Linked DNA regions of Rattus norvegicus: regions 1 and 2 are each linked to region 3. A link is a contact called in public Hi-C data. All regions are on one chromosome and are shown on one strand. Each heading gives the region's core, a stretch centred on a gene start, on an enhancer-like site or on the middle of the called end of the contact. The rest is flanking DNA. Distances are from core to core; before and after follow the strand shown. Region 1 has its middle 89 kb from the start of Galnt5. Region 2 has its middle 170 kb from the start of Galnt5. Region 3 has its middle 330 kb from the start of Galnt5.

What was found. Hi-C and Micro-C count contacts between places; a contact is called where the count stands out from the background.
Region 1: a contact with region 3 is called in a Hi-C map of Schwann cells, with 5 times the contacts expected there. The contact joins two enhancer-like sites. A contact is called at or near these places in 2 of 12 Hi-C or Micro-C datasets (Schwann cells and frontal cortex).
Region 2: a Hi-C map of Schwann cells shows a contact between it and region 3, with 7 times the contacts expected there. The contact joins two enhancer-like sites.

What each region holds. Positions count from the first base shown.
Region 1 is chr3:62,891,122-62,894,813 of GRCr8, forward strand. No RefSeq gene overlaps it. Among named protein-coding and RNA genes, the nearest start is that of Galnt5, 89 kb to the right of the region's middle. Within about 2 kb of position 1,805, at least 1 of the 93 cell types and tissues checked has an H3K27ac peak or open chromatin away from gene starts, as enhancers often do. A contact at or near this core is called in Schwann cells, where this site is marked.
Region 2 is chr3:62,810,123-62,813,796 of GRCr8, forward strand. No RefSeq gene overlaps it. Among named protein-coding and RNA genes, the nearest start is that of Galnt5, 170 kb to the right of the region's middle. Within about 2 kb of position 2,404, at least 2 of the 93 cell types and tissues checked have an H3K27ac peak or open chromatin away from gene starts, as enhancers often do. A contact at or near this core is called in Schwann cells, where this site is marked.
Region 3 is chr3:62,655,129-62,659,151 of GRCr8, forward strand. No RefSeq gene overlaps it. Among named protein-coding and RNA genes, the nearest start is that of Galnt5, 330 kb to the right of the region's middle. Within about 2 kb of position 1,468, at least 6 of the 93 cell types and tissues checked have an H3K27ac peak or open chromatin away from gene starts, as enhancers often do. A contact at or near this core is called in Schwann cells, where this site is marked.

The DNA.
Region 1 (3,692 bases), core at 555-3,054, 240 kb after region 3:
TAAATGACAATTATATAGTATGATGCAGATTCATCTTCATAAAACTTTAGGAATTCAACTAGATCAAGAGCTTTCTGAGCTCAAAAGAGCTTCGTAGAGCTTAGATGTGGGAGTGGGGGTGGGGGGTGTGTGACTGACAGTGTACAGTCCTCAGAACCACTCTTTCCCTTTCAGACCAAAACCTGCAGATGATCCTGAGGAGAAGAGAGCAGTGTATTTTCTCATAAATAGTACGACATTCTCAAACTACATTTCACATCATGGTAGAGTCTTCTTAAGAGGGCAATGAGCATAGTCAATGGTCAAAGTCAGTTGAACCATTCTGAGCTTAGTAACAGGCACCAGATAATAATAATAATAAAGGCACCCTTTGTCCTTCCAAGGAATTTGTCATGAAACCAGCCCTATCACAGATAGGTTTACCCCGAGGAGCTGACGCTCTAGCATTGCTAACCTAAGATAGCATCGACGTGGACCACCTCAGTGTTCCTTTGACTAACATCCCCCCAAACACTGTGGTGGTAGACATTTTTCAGTCCTAACTTTAGCAGCTACAGGAGGTCCCTGAGAGTTAAAACACCTCTTCAGGAAGTAACTCAAGTGGGTATAACTATGCCCAGGTAATTCAGTCCTTGAATTAAAGAATTGTAGCTGTGTTCTCTATTTTTAGATAACCAAAGGTTCCACGTGCTCCCTGGGACCCATGTGAGTTGATCCAATTTTAATATACAGCGCAGTAAAACCTGTCTCAACCTTCCACCCTTGGGAACAGGGAAGTCAGTTGCTTAGTGGATGCAGTCTTTAACAAAAGGTCAAGCAAAATTGTTCTGGAGACCTTGGGAGGTGCTAAGTAGCTGTTTTAGACTAGGAGCTACTTATAGAAGGGGAGCCCTTCCAGGAGGTGACAACTGGCTGCCTCCATGCAAATGCCATGACCCTACCTTTGCCTCTTTGACCTTTGGCTTTACCATACATCATCCTGCTCCCCGGAATACACAGAGACCTGAATGAAATTTAGATTTGCGTGAGATTATAAATTTAGTAAAAAAAATATTCTTTTTTAAAAATTTAAACCATGAGATCGTATGAATATAATATAAGTCCATTTGAATATAAGTGAAGTCTACCTTCACACAACAACATGTCTTCTGGTGCATAGCCTTGGCTGAGAGGCTGGTCAAGTGAACCAAGGAGCTCCTACCTGAGGCGTGCTTGAACTGTATGTATGTATGTATGTCAGAGGGACGCACAGTCCTCTTTGCAAAAAAACTTTGGACTTTAATTAATTTTTTATTTTGTTTATTTATTTATTTTTTATTTTTTTGTTTTGTTTTGTTTTCAATGTTAAGTAGTTTTTCGAAAGCTCAAACATACAAAACCAAAACATTGCATTAGAAAACCTTCAAAAACCCCACTGACAGGTGCTGGCTGATTATTTTTCAAACATAAGGTTCTACAGTAGCTTAACTTGAAAGCCACAGTAGAGTAAATCTTAAGGTATTTGATCTTCACAAACCTCTTTAGAAGCAATACAGTCTAAGAAAGACTTAAATTAAAATAAAAGTTAGCCAGCCTTTTCACTGATGCAACCTTTGACCAAAGCAGAATTTTGTTGATGGGACAGCTAGATGATCAAGAGATCAATTAATCTCATGAAAACTCAGCCTGCATGGGCCATACAGTCTTTTTATTTTTCGATAAACAGCAAAAGATTAAATGTGGTGCCTCTTAGGGCCAGAAGAAGCAGCCCGGAGATGCATGTGCAGTGCCCCTGTTTCCGGAAGACTTTCTTTTCAACGTTTGGTTTTGGGTCGAGAGAATACTCCATTGTGACTAGTATTTCACAAGCTCTAGTTTAGGAGTCTTGTCTGTCTTGAGAATTGTGTAATGGCATACAGATGTTGACTATTCGAAGGGACTTTTCTCAGTGACGCACAGAAATAACAGAGCAAGCCACCCAGCTTCAAAACACACATAAATTGTCTTTGGGATTCAAAGGAAATCCATTTTTACATACACGTCAACTTTGTTCTTTCTAACCCAAAAGGTATAGTGGAGAGTGTTTGAGGGAAATGATACAGAATAAAGTCTTTTGTCGACCATTTTAAAGTTTGAGTTTCTTGATGGAGATTCAGAATGCAAAGGCGCCATCTCGTGGCTAAAAGAAAAAGTTCGTCAACGAAAGCCTGAGATTTTAAATACCATTCTTTTTCACACTTAACTTTTCATGAAATATTTGTCATGTTTAATTTTAAGCACTTGGTATCTCTCTCTAAAACAGATGGCTAAATGACTTAATACAATTTAAGATTGAATACATCTTTAATATGGTTTATACAAATCTGACTCCAGATTTCAAAGCCCAGCCCACAATAACCATATGAGACAGAGAAAGCTTTCGTCAGGCGTGAAATAAAAATAGCATTTAGCTTTTAAAAAACAGAAAATTTTGTCTTTTATAAATGAAACCTTGCCTATTGATAAACTTTCTATTAGAAATGCAGTCCATTACTTGTGCTAGAAGAAGCGGTAGGGTATTTTTGCACAAAATAAACAAAGTTAAGAGTTAAGAAATTATTTCTAAGGGGAAAATTATATTCTCCCAGTAGAAACTGGAGGAGCAAATCGGATTTTAAAATATTTAGGTGTTAAGATATGAGGCATAAGAACAAATATTTAACAACACCCGAAAGATAATACGAGGCCAATAATCACGGGGTTCTCCCTTTCCTTTCAACACTGATGAATAATATCTGTCGTCTTACACATTACAGCTGAATTACTCCTTTATTGTTGTTCCCATTCTAGAGATGGGATGGCTGAGGTACAGATATATCAAGGGGTTCAAGGTGATAGAACTTGGAATAGGAGAGAAGACTCTGAAAAACGACTGAAACGCCTTTCCTTTTCCCTCCAGGTTAGCGGTTTCCAACCTTCTCAATGCTGCGACCCCGTAACACGTTCCCTCATGTTGTGCTGCTGACACTCAAATTAAAACTAGTTTTGTTGCTACTTCATAACTGTGATTTTTACTACTGTTACGAATCATAATGCAAATAACTGACATGCACGATATCTGATAAGAGATACCCAAAGAGGTCGCAACCCACAATTCGAGAGCCGCAGTTCCAGCGCTTCCTGTTTCCTGAGCTGGGCGTGGAGGCACCACTGGGCTGTATGCACCAAGAAGACGCCATGCATTTCACACCCCGTGAGGTTCTGATTTTGAAGATGAGCTCTAAAGTCAAAGGATCTATGCTTAAGACTCTGCTGATGAATCCACGGACAAAAGCCAGTGTATTCAAATGAGCAAGGCCGTTAAACAAAGAAAGGCAAAATTGCGCCTGTTGTTTTAACTTCCAGTCTTAAACTATCTATCATACCTCACAACCCAATTTCGAAACCTACCCAGAAACGCATATGTTCTGGAACCCTTTGCTGATGAGTCACTGCGCTCTTTTCCAAGTCTCCTTCACCACCCAGTCCTAAGTCACTAGTATGTTCAATGTTATAGGTAGAAGCTTATCACATTTGAGTATGAGTAAACTACACAATACATTTATGGTTGACTATGTGTAGGCCAGCAAACTCTCCCAGGAAGTACTCTTCGATTTTTGTCCTCTACCCACATTCAGCCCTTCACGGCAACTAGAAAACAGTTGAGCTCCGACATGAAGGGAAGAGATGGTTTC
Region 2 (3,674 bases), core at 1,154-3,653, 160 kb after region 3:
GACATTTTTCTTTAAACTCTGGAGTGGCCAACAGCTGATGAAAGTGCTTAGTCATGGCCTCTCTCCTGCATCAGAAACCTCTCTCCTAGTTATCCACGGGAACTTTAGGTGCTCAAATGTCTTCTAGAGTTACCTTATCTCAAGACCCCATTTACTGAATGACATAGAGGTGTGAGTGGTACCATTTTATGTCACTAAGTCCTGAAGAAAAATTGTGTTTACCTGTGTTAAGTGGAACTCTCCCTTCCCTAATGCCTTCCAGAATAACTCAAACTAAAGACTTGATAGGTCTGTCTGGGCCCATACTTACCCACAAACACAGGTAAGTGCCTGTTACCTCGCAATCACCAATGCTTGTGATTCATTTCTGTCCCGGTTATTTTGCTCTCCTACAGCCACAGAGGATATTAATACCCTTCTTCCTCCAAGAAAAGGGCGAGATATGGCTTCTATGCTAGCTTGTGCTTCTAAGAGAGATGTGAAGGAGTGGCATATGTCGTTGTGCTGTGAGGTACATGAAGTCTACAAGTTCTCTAGCAGGATTCTCACATTTGAGCGAACATGTTGCCTAACTTCCTGACCTGGAACTTATACCATTTCAGTTTAAGTAATGGCTCGTCAAGTATTCAACACATTTCTCACTAGGTCCTTGCTTCCCCCCCCCCTTGTCAAAGCAAGAAATGCTACAAATCTGGGTACGCTTTTTAGATTCACTTCTGTTTTACTGCCTCTGTTACATAATGCGATTCATTAATGCTACCAAGAGCTGAGTGTTTGTGTTAGTCCATTTTTTTTTGTGGACTCGGAGACAAATCATTCACAATTTCTATAAAATAACACTGGATGACATTAAGTTAGAGAAGGTGCAGATAAGAAAATTAACATTATGAAGCAACACCCTATTTTTCCTTCTTTATCCTATTCCTGGGGCATTTCCGTATGAAACTCTAATAGCAACTAATGATCCTAAAAATACCATTATGATTCAAACAATTCTGGAACTCTGACAAGAATTCGTAGTAGCTGTCAAAGCCCAGAATAAAACAAATCTGCTGGTGATTTCATTAAAAAAAATAATGTGAGTTTTTTTTAAATCATTTCTTCTCTTAAAAGTCATATTATATCAAACCACTGTACACACTCAGGCTCGGGGGATGAGTTTCCAGGCCTCTCGCATGTTCTAAAGATCTTTTAACGTCTCTCCCAGCGATATTACACAACTTGGAGAGTATGCAAAGAATCAGTTAACTGTCTCTTCACCATCGCCTCTGGGGCAGTACATTATCAGAGCTAATAACACCGAGACTAAAGAGGCATGAAATACTAGATGCAAAAGTTGTTTTACCTATGCAGAAATCTTGCTTGTGTTTTCAAAATCTGGAGTTTTTCTTTAGAACGTAATTTCATGCTCTGGTTTTTCTTTCTTGATGTTCAATAATAATAATAATAATAATAATAATAATAATAATAAAAGATCATTTAAAGGATTTAAAACCTCTGAATACCTGAACCTACAGTCAATTTAGTGGTTATAACGAATGCAAAGTTCAAGTGAAAATTACTACGTAAAGAAGCTGCAGAGTTCCTGGTTTTGCCATTCGTCCATTAGGGTAGCTGATCTTCAGGTTATAATAAAGGTTTGTTAAATGAGATAAGCCTCCAGTTAATAGGTTAGAACTCATATTATTGTCATGGTTATTGATTTTCTTCTTCATTTCGTGTTAGAAACAAATTATACGTGCTCAAAATCCCCATTTTTTAAAATTTCAGGGTGACGCGTATATAACTAAACATATTTCTGTGTAAATGCAACAGCACCCTCTGGAGGTCTGGAACATGAGGAACTTTCATAAATCAATGTCCTCTTTTGTTAACACCACAGATTTTTGTTGACTTGGACATTTAATATTTTGTATCCTGATAATTACATTTGTTTCTTAAAATGATTAAGCGTGTTTAATGCGTATCGGACATTTATTATGATTTGTGTGTGGTGTCTCTGATAATGCTTAGTGTTACCACTCAACCCACAGCTCAGCTGATCTTGGTGATGTTTCTAACTTTCCAATTTTCTATCCTGTCAAAATATTTTTCAGAAAAAGAAACGACAACTTTCATTTCCAAAAAGTCATTAATATGTGGTTATATGTAGGCAACGGAGAACTATTTTTGCCTCCTTTGAAGACTAGATGGAAACAGTGACTTTCATTCTTCCTTCCTGGTCAACAGACGCAGCTGTGGTTTTGAAGCTAAGTTAACGGAGATGAGAGAATATGGAAAGGATCAGAGGTCAAACACATCGGGAAAAATACCCATGAGTCACGGGAACACATTCAAGAACCAAAGTGACTCCTATTATGCTGTAGTAACGTAAATAAATGCTCCCACAGTCCATGGACTCCCTGTTACAGTTCCTCAAAACAAAGGTCTTTTTGAAGTTCAGAGAGATGCAAACAAAGTTGTCCACCCACTATAAAGAAGGGAACGAACATATGACTAATGCTGGGACCGTGGAAATATGCCATTCTTCTTTGAGTAAAGTCCAGAGGATCTTCTCCCAGATGAATTTTCAAGGGGTTGCATCTCAGATTAGTTACGGGCCTAGGAAATAACGCCTAGTGAAGCCCGAGCCTCAGACAAGATGGCCTCTCGGAGGACTAGCTACCATTGGCTGTTGTCAGCAAAGACTGACAACCACATTGCCAGTTTTACACTGAAGTTCTAAATTTGTCAAACAACTCCGTGCAGAGATTAAAGGTAAGAACATGAAACCTACAAAACCAAATGGGATTACAGTCCTGCTTTCCAACTACTTGAATGTGAGCACGTATGTTATTATATACACAGCCATATTAAAACTTGTAGGAGAATACTGAGGCCCAAATGACTAATAGGCAAATGAAGAGAGATGAGCGAAAACGATTTTGTTCTCTGCTTGCCGTCTTGCACTTTCTTCGATTTCTGATTCCTCACTTTAGCCATAAAATAATCTAGAGAAAGGAGCCCAGAACTCTGCCTGCAAACAAAACCGGAAGCTTTAGCTACATTCATTGTTATAGGAACTGAGGATTTTTCAGGCAAAGCATTTGGTTTTAAATCACTTTAGGTAATTTAATTTCCATAAACGGCTAAGAAGGTTTAATTCTGAGGTCTCTGTAAAACATTTGGAGGTATCTAGCACCCAGAAACAAAGACTAATGTCAACGTAATTTTAATTGCTTAACAGATCTTGCCTAGCATCTGTGAGGACTAAGTACTGGTTACCAGGTAAACATTGAGTGAGTCACTTCCTCTTCTAAGATGCTTATAAAGCAGAAATCTGCTCCTCCCTCTCCTCATCTCCCTCTTTATCACACTCTTCCTCGCCCTTTATCTCCATCTCCCCCCCTCCTCCTCCTCCTCCTCCTCCTCCTCCTCCTCCTCCTCCTCCTCCTCCTCCTCCTCCTCCGCAGCACCACCACCACCACCACCGCCGCCATGCCTCTGCTGCCACCATTTTGCAGAAACACGAGACAGATAAAATAGCTTTCTCAGCGTCACACAGCTAGTGAGTGCTGGAGTGATAATGCAAACCCAAGCAATCTAGATTAAAAACTTTGTAGTTAGCCACCGAACAGCTCTGTCACTGTGGGCTTACTTCTGTTACCACTGTCATTGGACAAACTTCACTTCAT
Region 3 (4,023 bases), core at 218-2,717:
GAAACCTGCAAGAGGGTTATTATTCTTTTAATAATGTAGACTGTCTCATGTACATATACTGAGAGTTGTAGGGGAAGGAGGCAGAAATGAGACGGCAGGCTTTAACTCAGAGGAAATGAAAACGCAGAGCCACTGTAAACGAAGTCAATGTTAAATAAGGATTTCCTGGAAGCGCCTACAGCAGCCATGGCTTGCTTTGGGTTTTATTGATGTCCCAAGGATGATAGATTCTACTTAAATCTTTGAAACCCAGTTAAATATGAGAACACGAGACACTTTAGAAACTGAAAAACACCATTAGGCTCGTCTAAGCTCTCTACTTCCTTCAAGAATTTATCACTCTAAACCTAGTTCTTTTTTCGTCTAATGTATTTTTAGTTTTAATGATGACCAGTTTTGCATTTATTTTTTTTAGATTGCTGGTTCTGATAAAATGACTAGTTACAGCTTTGTGGAAAATGAAATCAGCGTTGTTTAATGCTCAAGAAAAATGCCTACAGCCTTTTCTCCTTAATAAACTTTAAACATGAATCAGTACTAATAAAAACAAAAGCAAGATTAGAGCTGTACGTAAGGGTAAACATGTACGCTAGGGAAATGAGCTGCGAGGTGGAAGCAGGTTGCTCTAGTGGCAAAGCAGCACCGAGACTTGCCAAGGGCTCCTCAGAGCAAAAGCCCTCTCCAGAGTCTCTTCTTTCACAAAAACATCCCAGGAATTCTACTCCTCAAACAAACCTTCCATTGAAGATCTAAATTGTACTTTCCAAGAAACAATCGGGTCACAGTTCTTTAAAAGAGCGACAAAATAAATACGACGCTAAGGCATTAAGCATGATAAGGGTAAAACGCACCATCTCTCTTAAAGAAAAGGAAAAACACTAATTTAGCATTTTTCTGAAGAAAGCAAGTTTTTCATAAAGGCCTGAATTTATAGTGGGTTGAACAAAACCATCCCGAGTCTCCACAAAAGAAACCAACCGCCGGTTACCCAGTTATCAGCCTCATCCTGGTATTTTTCCACTCATGCCTTAGCTAATAGAACGAGGACTAATTTTAAAGTAAGTTCCCTGAAAACAAATCCTTTTCCGACGTTGGCTTTTCCATTTGGTTTGGTTACCCGTGGAGAGCGTGAATAGACACTTTATTGACCGAATGTTTGGGCATAGGGGCACGGTAGACACGCCTCTCAACATTTCATAAAGCAGGCTGTTTTTCCTCTTGTCGATCAGTGGCAAGGAGAAAAAGAACAGAATTACGGAGACAGCTTTTTGCCCGCGTGTGCCAGTCACGCATGGAGTGAAAGGCATTACCCTTTAAACAATTTGGGAGTGGATGGCGTTAATAGGTAGGACAGATAGTTACAAAGTCCAGATTAACTACAAAGCGCAGAGACATGTGCAAACTTGTTATGCGGTGAAAGGGAACAGACAGAGGCGATTATTTACCGTTCTGGGGACCCAGTTGGAACAGAGCGAGGAGGTTCCGCACAGCAACATTGCCCCCTTTTGGTAAAACAGGGCACACTGTGTTTACCTCACTGGCAGGTGAAAGCATTTCTTCAGGACACAGGAAATTTCCCCAGCAAGAAGAATGACACAAACTAACCCAAAACAGGGCATACAGGAGGAAGGAGATTACTTTTTTGCGTCTAAAAAAAAAAAAACATGACAACAATCTCAACAGTAAAGAGCTGACGGGGACGTGCTAACAAAGAAACGTCCAGACCCAGTCTTTCTGTGATCCCTTTTCAGCGACAGGGGGATTATTTACTCCTTAATTTATCCTTGACAGCTTCAAGTCTTCTCCAATAAAATCAGAATCATGTAGGACTCAGATTGTGACCAAATAAGACAAGAGCTAATTCTTTTCACCGCTCCCTCGCCCCCAATCCCCCAGTGCTTCATATGCAGGCATTCTGTCAGCAGCCAGAGCTGAAGTCACTCAATGGAGCCCTTCAGCCAGCAAGCACTTTGTGCTTTCTGGTTCTAAGGACTCGGCAGTGATTTAGGGCAGCGAAGGGAAGGGGGCTTGATTACATCAACAAAGGGAGGAAGCTGACAAGACAATACACAAAGTTAACCTAATTACTTTTATTCACAGTGAAGGCACACTCACCACTCTATCAATAAGACTAATTTTAGCCTTGTCACCATTTCTAATCTTTCTCTTGTAAGTTAGAGTATGGCTCTTACCAAAGGTCTATTATGGGAGGTTTTTTAATTAAAACTTTAGTTATGTAGATGCCCGACACAAATGCAGATGTCATGAGCCAGTTTAGAATGAGGTGTTATTCTCTCTCCAGAATGTTAAATCATCATCCCTGCTAACCCTAAACATGTGCCCTTCGCTATTTTACAGGCTTAATGTTTTTGAGGGAAGATACCTGTCTTTTATTGATCACAGTCCTTTTAGGGACCAGGGCAAAGCAAGTTCATTGTCTTTCTTTAATAGTTTTTGAGAACATTTACTTCACAAAAAGAGGGAGAACATTGAGACCTGTTTTGTTGTTGTTGTTGTTTCTTTGTTTATTACTCACTAAATAAAATGTCAGGTAAGACAACACCTCTCTGTTAGTGAGTAAAACTAAGTAATCCCGTTCTTGAGGTTTTTTTTTTCCAGCTTTTTTTCACTCTCTTTTCATTCCTGCGACTTAGAAAGTCCACATCACTATGTTAGCATCATTTTCAAACCAGGATTTTTTAAAAGAATTGAAGCAATGCTTAACTCAAATTTTCTTGATTTATGTGCAAGAAAAAAAAAACAAAATGAATAAAAGCAAAAGACAAAAAACCAAGCAAAACCCAAAGGTTTGATTCACTACAGTAGACAAGAATAGTTTTAAATAAAATTTCCAAGAAACCACTTTGAGGTTCTTTCTAACCAATTTGGACTGCCTTAAGCTAGCCTAAGCTCTGACTGAGAAAAGCTTACACACTGTGTTCATATCAGTCACTTAATTTACCTTTGCAGAAACCCGGTGAGGGTGAGGTAGGTAAGGGTCCTGTGATGGCTGGCAGATCTTGTAGACAGACAATGAGACTGGAGGCAGAGAGCTCATGTCTGTCTCACGGGGGGGATGATGAAGGTGCAGGTGAATTGAAGCCTGTCATAGTTCTAAGTTTTGTATGCTTTCATGACTCTCCTGATTTTTGAGACCACGTAAGTTATTTCCAAAAGTACCCCAAACTATAGGGAATGGAACTTTAGCCCAGCAAAGTAGCCTTGTACTAGCATGTAGAGTCTTAAGCTTTGAAATTGAAACTGAACGTGCATCTTTCTATTCATTCTTGATTAGTGATTATGCACTGCAGCATACTCTTACGGGAAGAGTATTTTACATGGTATCAGGTCCTATCAGACTAAAGCTGTTTGGTGTCCTCGGTTCCTGCTGCAGTAAATACTGCTGTGCGTCACAGTGACAAATAAAGCCATCCATTAATGTCCTTGCTCCATCATGATCACAGTGACATTTATCGCTCCCACACCCAGGGGCTCCTCTCCACTTTGCATCTCTCAGCCTCTGCAGGATTCATACCTGAAGGCAGGGAAACTAATCTCCCAGTGGCAGTATTTGAGGGGCGCATAGGTGGCAAAAGCAATTGTATAGGTCTGCCACCAAACACAAACAGCATTCCAGGTAAGCCTCGCCAGCCAGCATCGCCCCCCGTTAGAACACATTTTCACTGAATTCCCCTCTGAACCTAAGGAATTTGCTTACTATTACCTGTAGAAGAATATGTGCTTGTGCAAATTTCTCTTGGCCAAAATATGCAAGCCCTTATTACAGTAAGAAAGAACTGGTTCCCCGTAGTCATCTATGCCTTTCTGCATGAATGTCTTCATTGACCTTTGAGGCCTGCAGCATAATTGGGGAGCGGGGTGGGAGACGAAATGAAATTTATTCCACGACCAAACAAAACAAAGATCGGTATGGTTGCTGGGTTTTTCATTCATTCGTATGGAAAGACAGGCGTTTTTTTACCCCCTGTCTTTGTGAGTGCCAACGTGGACAGACATGCACTA